3 separate regions of the Zea mays genome follow, and regions 1 and 2 are each linked to region 3. Evidence: chromatin contacts called from public Hi-C data. All regions are on one chromosome and are shown on one strand. The core of a region is the stretch at or near the end of the contact, and the rest is flanking DNA. Distances in the headings are between cores, read along the strand shown. Region 1 holds the start of LOC100500945 (necrotic4). Region 2 has its middle 30 kb from the start of LOC103645961. Region 3 holds the start of LOC100192795.

Region 1 (2,820 bases), core at 247-2,746, 190 kb after region 3:
CATGTATCTTGGTTTGTGGTGCACGGATGTAGAGTCAAGATAAAAATCATGCCGATGTAGCGAGAGACTATCGTTGTGTCTTACTTGTTGGATTGATCTTCACCAAGATGGCTCAACGAACATTTTGGGCCTTTGATTGCGCCTTGGTAGGGGACGCCCAACTCTATATGGTTGGTGGGTCTCTGTCACACACTCTCATACTACACTGTAAATAAAAAGGGTGGGGTCCGGCGGCTCAGATGACGTAGTTCGCTAGAGCCGTACTCCTCACCGACAAACCCTAACATCGATCTGAGAGAGGGTGCGCAACCAGTGACGCGAAGACACCGTCACAACCTCGCTGCACCGACCTTCATCACGAACCTGATGGCGGACGGATCTGCATCCTCCAACACGCCTGCGCTTCCCACGGACCGTAACAATCTAATGTTGTTTTTTCCAAGAAATTAGGAACGCGAAATTACTCGATAAAAAACAGATTACCCCACTAGTCTACTCCTAGAGATCTTGTGATTCTAACATTACTATGTATCCATTTCCTTTGCCTTTGCACTTGGAGACTATGAGATGTTGGCAGCGTTCTCAATTTCTACGTACCCTTTCCTAATCCCTACGGGTGGCTGAATAGCGGTTTGACAGGTTATTGGATAGAGTGTACAATCTGTGACAGGTTCTTGGATAGAGTATACAATCGGTGCCTGAAAAATAAAGCCTGATCTGGAACCCATAGACTTGTATCTTCCACGGTTTGACTTCGACATTATATTAGTAATCGACCCTTTTTTTTCTTCTTTCAATTATCGCGACCAATGTTTCGCTTTGTTTTTCAGAAACAAGTGACCTGGTCTAGTGAACACAAGAACCTGTATATACAGCTTCTTATATTCCTTGTCATTATGGAGGCCAGGAGGGGTCCGAGTCGGAGATCTATTATCACTTGACCATATAAACCTACCTTAATTACAACGACTGAGTGAACATAACAGGTTCAGAACTCATGTGTTTGGTTGCCTATATTTGCTGGTGCTTACATCGCGAGATGCAATGAGCTATTGTTTGATTGTTGTCAACCAGACTCTACGCGTGTAAGGTGTGTGTTTGGTTACCTGCGTGCAGATATGGAGTCAGACTCGTATGATACTTAAAGTTAAAGCACCATGAGCCAGGCTCTACAGACGCGGGCAAATTGGCCGCATTTTTGGAGCCAGGCTCGCGCCGACCTGACTCATACAGCCGGGCTATCGGAAGAAGCCAACCAAACATGCGGAACATGAATGGAAACAGGATTGTAAATCCAACCTCAGAGGCATTTTTTACCGTCACCTTGTTGTTGTTTGAACTTTGAAGTGTTAGCGTCTCGTTGTTGTTAAACTTTAAAAGCCATCCTAAACCGTCACAGCAGGCATCCCTTTCGCAGAATCTGAAAATCGCGAGAGCGCCGAACCCGAACAAACATGATCCGTTTCCTTATCCCCTTGGAGCAGAGGAGGAGCAGCATAGCATAACCCGGGAGCTCGCTCTCGCTCCCCCCTCCCCCTCCCTCCCCTTTTGACCCTCCCTCACCAGCTGCAAAACCGCGGGCCGCATCCCGCCCGCGCCGCCCACCGGCGGCCACAGCCGCCTACATAAACCACTAATCGACCACTCGCCGAACCAAACCACCCACCCACCCAAACCCAATGGCGTCCAACCTCCTCTCCGCCCCGTCCCGAACCCTAGCTCCGTCGCCGGCGCCGGCCCCCGCGGGCCTCCGCGGGCGTGTGCCGGTGCAGGCGCACCTCCCGCGCGGCGGCCTCGGCCTCGCCCCCCGCCGCAGCAGCCGCGCGCTCCGCGTGCGCGCGTCGGTGGCGATCGAGAAGGAGACGCCGGAGAGCGAGCCGCCCCCGACGTTCCTCCGCGAGGACGGGCACGGGTCCGGGTCCGTGCGGGCGCGGTTCGAGGCCATGATCCGGCGGGTGCAGGGGGAGGTCTGCGCCGCGCTCGAGGAGGCCGACGGCGGCGGCGCGCGCTTCGTCGAGGACGTCTGGTCGCGCCCTGGCGGGGGCGGTGGCATCAGCCGCGTCCTGCAGGACGGCCGCGTCTTCGAGAAGGCCGGGGTCAACGTCTCCGTCGTCTACGGGGTCATGCCGCCCGACGCCTACCGCGCCGCCAAGGGGGAGGCCGCCAAGAACGGGGCCGCCGCCGCGGATGGCCACAAGCCTGGCCCCGTGCCATTCTTCGCCGCGGGGATTAGTTCGGTAAATGTCTTTCCTGCTGCATTGACTAGACGATTGACGAACCTGTACCTGTAGACCTGTTGGCACCTTAGCATTTTTTTTTGTCTGTTTTGGCTTCCTGAGCGCAGTCATAGTGTACATATTCCCATTTTTTGTTTCTAGATATTGCTCATTGCATACTATAATCAGATAATGACCCTATTGTAGCTATATGGTTCATCTTTTCACTGCTATGACTTGAAATGCATAGTTTTCTTTAGATACCCTGCTATTGTAGCTCGTTTGTTCTACTATACTTGATGTGTACCTAGGGGTGACAATGTGCTCTAAATTTTGCATTATAAGATTTAAGGATCGGATCGTATTAGGATCGGACCCTATTTCTATTCATTTTTGAACTAAAATTTATTTAGGGCCCTACCATTTTGTGAATAAGCATTTGGATCGCGATCCATTACCACCCCTATGTGTACCATGCCTTTTGGTTTGTTATAATGATAATGCTGCTCTTCTACTATTCATGTTTATGAAATTTTTAGTCAATTTAGGCAATACATTAGTCTTCTAGTGTTAACCTATGATACATGGACTAAAGATAGTTTTA
Region 2 (2,844 bases), core at 45-2,544, 130 kb before region 3:
GGACACAACAAACTTCACAGGCATCATGTATGTCATGTTCTACTTTGTTAAGACTTAACAATAATCTATAAAACAATTGTTATGATAATGGTGAGTCAAAACCTGCACTTATGATTCTGCTTAAAGTTCTTCTTGTATCTTTACATAAAGTTCCATTTGTGAAAAAAGATACAAATACAAATCAGTCCATAAATGAAAATATATGTACCAACTCACTATTTTTTCCATAATTCACCAACAGGTTCAAGAAGGACACATGAGTATCCGAGAAAAAACTCCCAAGAAATCTTCCCAAAACTGAATGTTGCCTTCTACCATCAACAACCTTTGAAGTTCTAGGGTGTTTATTTTTGTATGTTCTCTACAATTATGTGTATATATATATATATTCATCCTTTTCAAGACAATTTTTATAAATATAACAACTTGATTTCAAATGTTGAAACACGATAATTTACCTAACTCTATTTAGATGAGTATATGTATATCTTGCTCAAAATGTTATCACTTATACTACAATTTTTGCCCACGCGCGCAGGTCGTCTGCGCGCGCCAGTTACTAGTATTATCTATATGAAACCAGCTCAACGGTAGTACATGGGTGTAAGCAATCTCTCCCTAAAACAACAAAAGGCGCGGGAACGGCATACTGCTTTGTCCAGCTAGTCTAACGAAACAGCAGTTGTTAGACTGTCTCTATTAGAGCATAGGAAATAGAAGACACGGAATTATATATAGCATTGTTGTAGAGAGAAGTTTAAAATAGAGTATAAAATAGATATATGTTGGAGAATGGAGATATTCTTATTGTGTTCAGTCGTGCGCCGTTGTTGCTCTGGTAGATTCGGACAAGCAGACACGCGCTAGCTACAAGCGTACTCCATGTCCTTGACAGCCTAGCGACTATTGCGCTCACTTTATTATCTTCCCTACTTCCTGGTGTTTGGTTTCACCTGATTCTTTGTCACATCAAATATTTGAATGATAATTATACATAAAACTAATTGCACATATCAAGACTAAAAAGTGAGATAAACTTACTAAACCTAATTAAGTCTATGTAAAATACTTATAATTAATATCTAAATATTTGATATGATACGAACGCACGGAAATAAACAAACAGCCTTTCGTGGTTAGTGGCTACGAAACAACAACAACTTTTCATTTTCTTTTGGTGCGCGTAGCAATAATGGGCGACGCGTTGGAGCTGTTGCTGGTTGACTTGTTGAGAGTCTCTGGGATCGCTCGTCGGCTTGCCCCCCTGTGGGCCGAGCTGTGGTGGATGGTAGCCTGCCGGCCTGGGGTGGCCGATCGGCTGGTCCTGCTTGGTCGGTCGTGGCTTGGGCCCACGTGTGCACGTCCTAGGATATCCTCGCCGGAGCCCGGCCACACGAGAGACGAGACCCGTGGGCCACGGAGCGGGTCATGTGACACGTGCGCGCGCCGCACAGGAGGTGTAGAATAATCGAGTGTATTGAATTTCAGTGGTAACGAGACATAGAGAATGGAGAGAATGACAGACAACGTTTGTATTCCAGAGATCATTACACTTATATACAAGTGAAGGGGTGTATCCCAAGGGGTGTGTCCCTTGGGGAAAAATGTCGCACCCCTTGGATTGATCACATATGTAATATTTTGTAACACTCCCGCTTGATCAATCCAACTTCATTTGATGATCTGTCAGCTGTTCTTTCAAGATCTTATCTCATCAAAAACCCTGTGGGAAAAAATATGGAGTACACAATGTCTTTTGGATAATGAGAATAATCTCACTCGAACTCCAAAAGAAAATATGCTTGTAATCATCATTCATAAAAACCCCCATGGGGAAAAATCAATGATGAAGCATATAGCTTAGTTGATATTACCTCGTTAAAAACTTTGGATGAGAAAACCTTACAAGGCAAAACTCATACAAAGAAAAGAGTGTAATATGATGGTACAAAACAGGTCAAATATCATGGAGAATTACTCCCCCTGATCCTTGCAAGCACTTAAGTCTTCTCATACCAATCACCTCAACACAATTCTGAAAACGTTGAGTATGGTAGAGATTTTGTGAATAGATCGGCAAGATTATCACAAAACTTTGTTTGCAAGATGGATAATACAATTTAGGAGCAATATGCTTATTAATGTTGCTCTTGATATAACCTGTTTCCATCTGAACAACACAAGCTCAATTATCCTTATAGATAATTGTCGGTGGTTCAATTGAACCATGGTATAACATTATTCTCCCATGGACATCTAGCCCAAAGAACACTAATATGTCTACAACCATCATCTCAAAAACCCCGTGGGGAAAATAAATGATGAGACATAACTCAGGCTAATATTTCTCCAAGATAATCTATTCAGAAAATCTGAGAAATCAACATATTAGCCGAGTCTCCTTAAAAACCCAATGGGAAAAATAAGGAGAGTAGTCATACTCTATTGTTGATCCATTTGAACTCTAGGGAGATAAGCCCATAACCTAGTTCAAATGCAACAATAGCTATGTCATAATGTATCATCCTTGAAAACCTCCATGGGAAAATAGATGATACGACATAGGCCTTGTGTTGATGTTGTCTCGTTAAAAACTTTGAATGAGAAACCCAAACAGGGGGAAAACTCATGCAAAGAAAAGAGTACAACATGATGCAGAAACAAGTTCTTCAGATCAAGAGGAAAACTCCCCCTGATCTTTGCAAATCACTAAGACATACCATACCTGTTCTCAAACACATTTAAAATGTGTAGTAAGGTAGAGACTTAGTTCGTAACTTGTTTTTCATCTAAACAACACAAAGTAATATTATCTCCATAGATAATAAGGTCAATGATATAAAA
Region 3 (2,700 bases), core at 13-2,512:
GGGCGTTAAATGCATCTTCAAATTTTTCTCTATCTTCATACTCAAACATGCATGCACTAAAATCAGATAGTAAATGTGAGCCTTCATTCTCAGGCTGAGGTAAATGTTTGACAACATTTTGCATTATGTGGAAGGAACATAATCCATGCCATGCCTCAATGAACACTTTTTCAACTGCCTTACCCATTGCACTATCCTGATCAGTAAATATTGTACGAGGTTGCTTGTCATTGTGGGCTTTTAAAAAGGTCTCAAACAACCACTTGAAGGACTCAAACGTTTCGTCATACATAAGAGCTGCACCAAAAACTACTGTTTCTCTAAAATGGTTGAATCCAACTAATATTTCTTTGTGATGACATCAAGTGGAGTGTTTCTGGTGGGTAAAGAGCATGATTGTGGTCTAAAATAAGATCAGACACTTCATAATCTCCTATCTCTCGATCTAGAATAAGGCTCATTCGTACTGGACATTTAGTTCTAGTTTCAGCTCGCGGCCGTTTTACAAGATGACTTCTTTTATCTTGTTTCCGCTGACCCTCTTTCGCACAAACAAATCTAAATGATCTCACTATTCCATCAGATTTTCTTTTGTTTGCATATCTCTTTCTAACCTCAAAACCAATGTTACCTCCATATGTATTCCAAAAATTCCAAGCCTCTGCCTCATCTTGAAACTTCATACCAATTTCAGGCACCATAACAGGAAGTACGTCATGTCTAAAACATCAAGAGCGGGGTATTAGTTTTCCTTATGAGCGATAAAAAAAATAGAAGAACAACAAACATAAGAGTTGTGTCTTTGACCTGCTGCCTCCAGGATCATCTCCCACCTCTCCATTCTTAACAAGAGCTACAGATTGTCTAAAAATAGAGAACAAGCTAGCAGCTTAGCAGTCTTCGTAAACTATAAAAAAATCAGAATAAGAATAATAAGTATGATAGTTGTATTATTTACCTTTTGTCTTCTTGGTAATTCTTGTTTGGATCTTCTTCCATTAGGGATGTTATCTCAGCGTGAGAAAGAGAAAAGGAAGAAGAGATAGAGCTCAGGTTGCAGAATGGAGATTTCTGGCGCCAAAACAGAGTAAGAAGGAGGCATTTTCCCTCCATACAGCAATAAATGCAGGTCTTTCCCTTCACTTCGCCTATCTCCCGTAGCAGCATGTTTTAGCAGCCGTCCGATTCATCCAACGGTAGAGAGCAGCTGAGTGCGTGCTCTACCTTCAAAGGGCGAAGGCAGCCGATCTCAATCCCGATTCCCCATCTCGCCCTGCCCGCCGAAGAGCGCGCAAGCACCACCGTCCCGGCAGCGCGGAGATCGGTCCACTCCATCCACGCGGCGTCAGGCGAGCGGGGCGCACGGACGCTGCGACCGGTAAGTTACCTCGGTTTTCATTCGGGGGTCAGCGGGTCTGCAGCTCCGTCCGGCGGCCGGGGGCGGTTCTAGGGTTAGATTGTGACGACCCGTGGCCACGACGCGCCTACGCCGGACGTGAGCCGAGCAGTGGATCGCCGGTGAGCGTGTCGGCGATGGCGAGGAAGACGCTGGATCAGCCGGAGGGCTGCTAGGTTTGTGGTTTTCTATTCCAGATGGTAGATAGTGTTCACCGTTCGGCGTCCCGGCTCTCAGTCTCTGTTTCCTCCAGTCCGGCTGCTTCCTCCAGTCCGGCAGTGTCTGCCGTGACATCTCCCCCGGCCTCAGGTGTTGCTTGGCCCCAAGCAACTGCTTCAGGAAAGCGATGCTTCAACACCGTGTAGTCTTCTCATGTGGTGGCAGCAGGGTCGAGATTCTTCCACCTGATGAGCACCTGGACGATTGCCTTGTGTCCCTTTTTTACCATGCGACGATCGAGCACCTGAAGGGGTTCAGTCCCTTGGACCGACAGATCTGTTAGAGTGGGGAGCTCAGTAAACACAGGAGTATAGTTTGGAGTAAATGGTTTCAACTGAGAGACGTGGAAGACTGGATGAATTTGAGAAGTTGCTGGAAGATCTAGTTTGTAAGCAACTGCGCCTAGTTTCTGAAGAACTGAAAATGGCCCATAGTAACGGTATGCAAGCTTGGGACAAATACGCTTGGCCACTGTGTGCTGAGTGTATGATTGGAGCTTGAGCAGAACTTGATCCCCAACTTGGAACTGACGGTCGATCCGGTGTTTGTCGGCCTGAATTTTCATACGGTTGCGAGCCACTGCGAGATGCTGTTTGAGTCTGTCAGTCTGCACTTCCCTGTCCCACAGAAAATCTTCAGCTGTTGGGTCTGGTTTGGCCGCAGACGCTGGAAGAAAAGAGCAGTCTGGATCATAGCCATAGATTGCCTTGAATGGGGAGCATCCTAAGGATGTATGGAAGGATGTATTATACCAGAATTCGGCTAACGCCAACCATCGTTTCCATTTCTTTGGAGTTTCAGCAACTGCACAGCGGAGATACATCTCGAGGCATTGGTTTACTCTCTCGCTCTGGCCATCGGTTTGAGGGTGGTAGGCTGTGCTGAGGAGTAGCTTAGTGTTGAACCGAGTGAACAAGTGTTGCCAGAGGTTGCTTGTAAAGATCCGGTCTCAATCTGAAACAATCGTTTTCGGAAGGCCATGTAACTTAATCACCTGATCCAGCAATTCCTGGGCCACTTGCAAGGCAGAGAATGGGTGTTTCAAGGGTATGAATTATGAAATGAGCCATCTTCGAGAATCGGTC

The links. A called contact is a pair of places that touch in the nucleus more often than the background predicts.
Region 1: a Hi-C map of leaf shows a contact between it and region 3, with 6 times the contacts expected there. The contact joins the promoter of LOC100500945 here to the promoter of LOC100192795 in region 3. A contact is called at or near these places in 4 of 25 Hi-C or Micro-C datasets (ear, endosperm, leaf and 1 more).
Region 2: a Hi-C map of ear shows a contact between it and region 3, with 4 times the contacts expected there. The contact joins the enhancer-like site here to the promoter of LOC100192795 in region 3. A contact is called at or near these places in 2 of 25 Hi-C or Micro-C datasets (ear and tassel).

The regions. Positions count from the first base shown.
Region 1 is chr2:11,060,114-11,062,933 of Zm-B73-REFERENCE-NAM-5.0, reverse strand. It overlaps LOC100500945 (necrotic4), which reads left to right and starts at 1,496. Exons shown (of 8, transcript NM_001195848.1): 1 at 1,496-2,237. The coding sequence starts at 1,680.
Region 2 is chr2:11,377,936-11,380,779 of Zm-B73-REFERENCE-NAM-5.0, reverse strand. It overlaps the pseudogene LOC100383903. Among protein-coding and RNA genes, the nearest start is that of LOC103645961, 30 kb to the left of the region's middle. Within about 2 kb of position 1,294, at least 17 of the 20 cell types and tissues checked have an H3K27ac peak or open chromatin away from gene starts, as enhancers often do. A contact at or near this core is called in ear and tassel, where this site is marked.
Region 3 is chr2:11,246,701-11,249,400 of Zm-B73-REFERENCE-NAM-5.0, reverse strand. LOC100192795 reads left to right here and starts at 1,262. Exons shown (of 5, transcript NM_001137988.1): 1 at 1,262-1,378.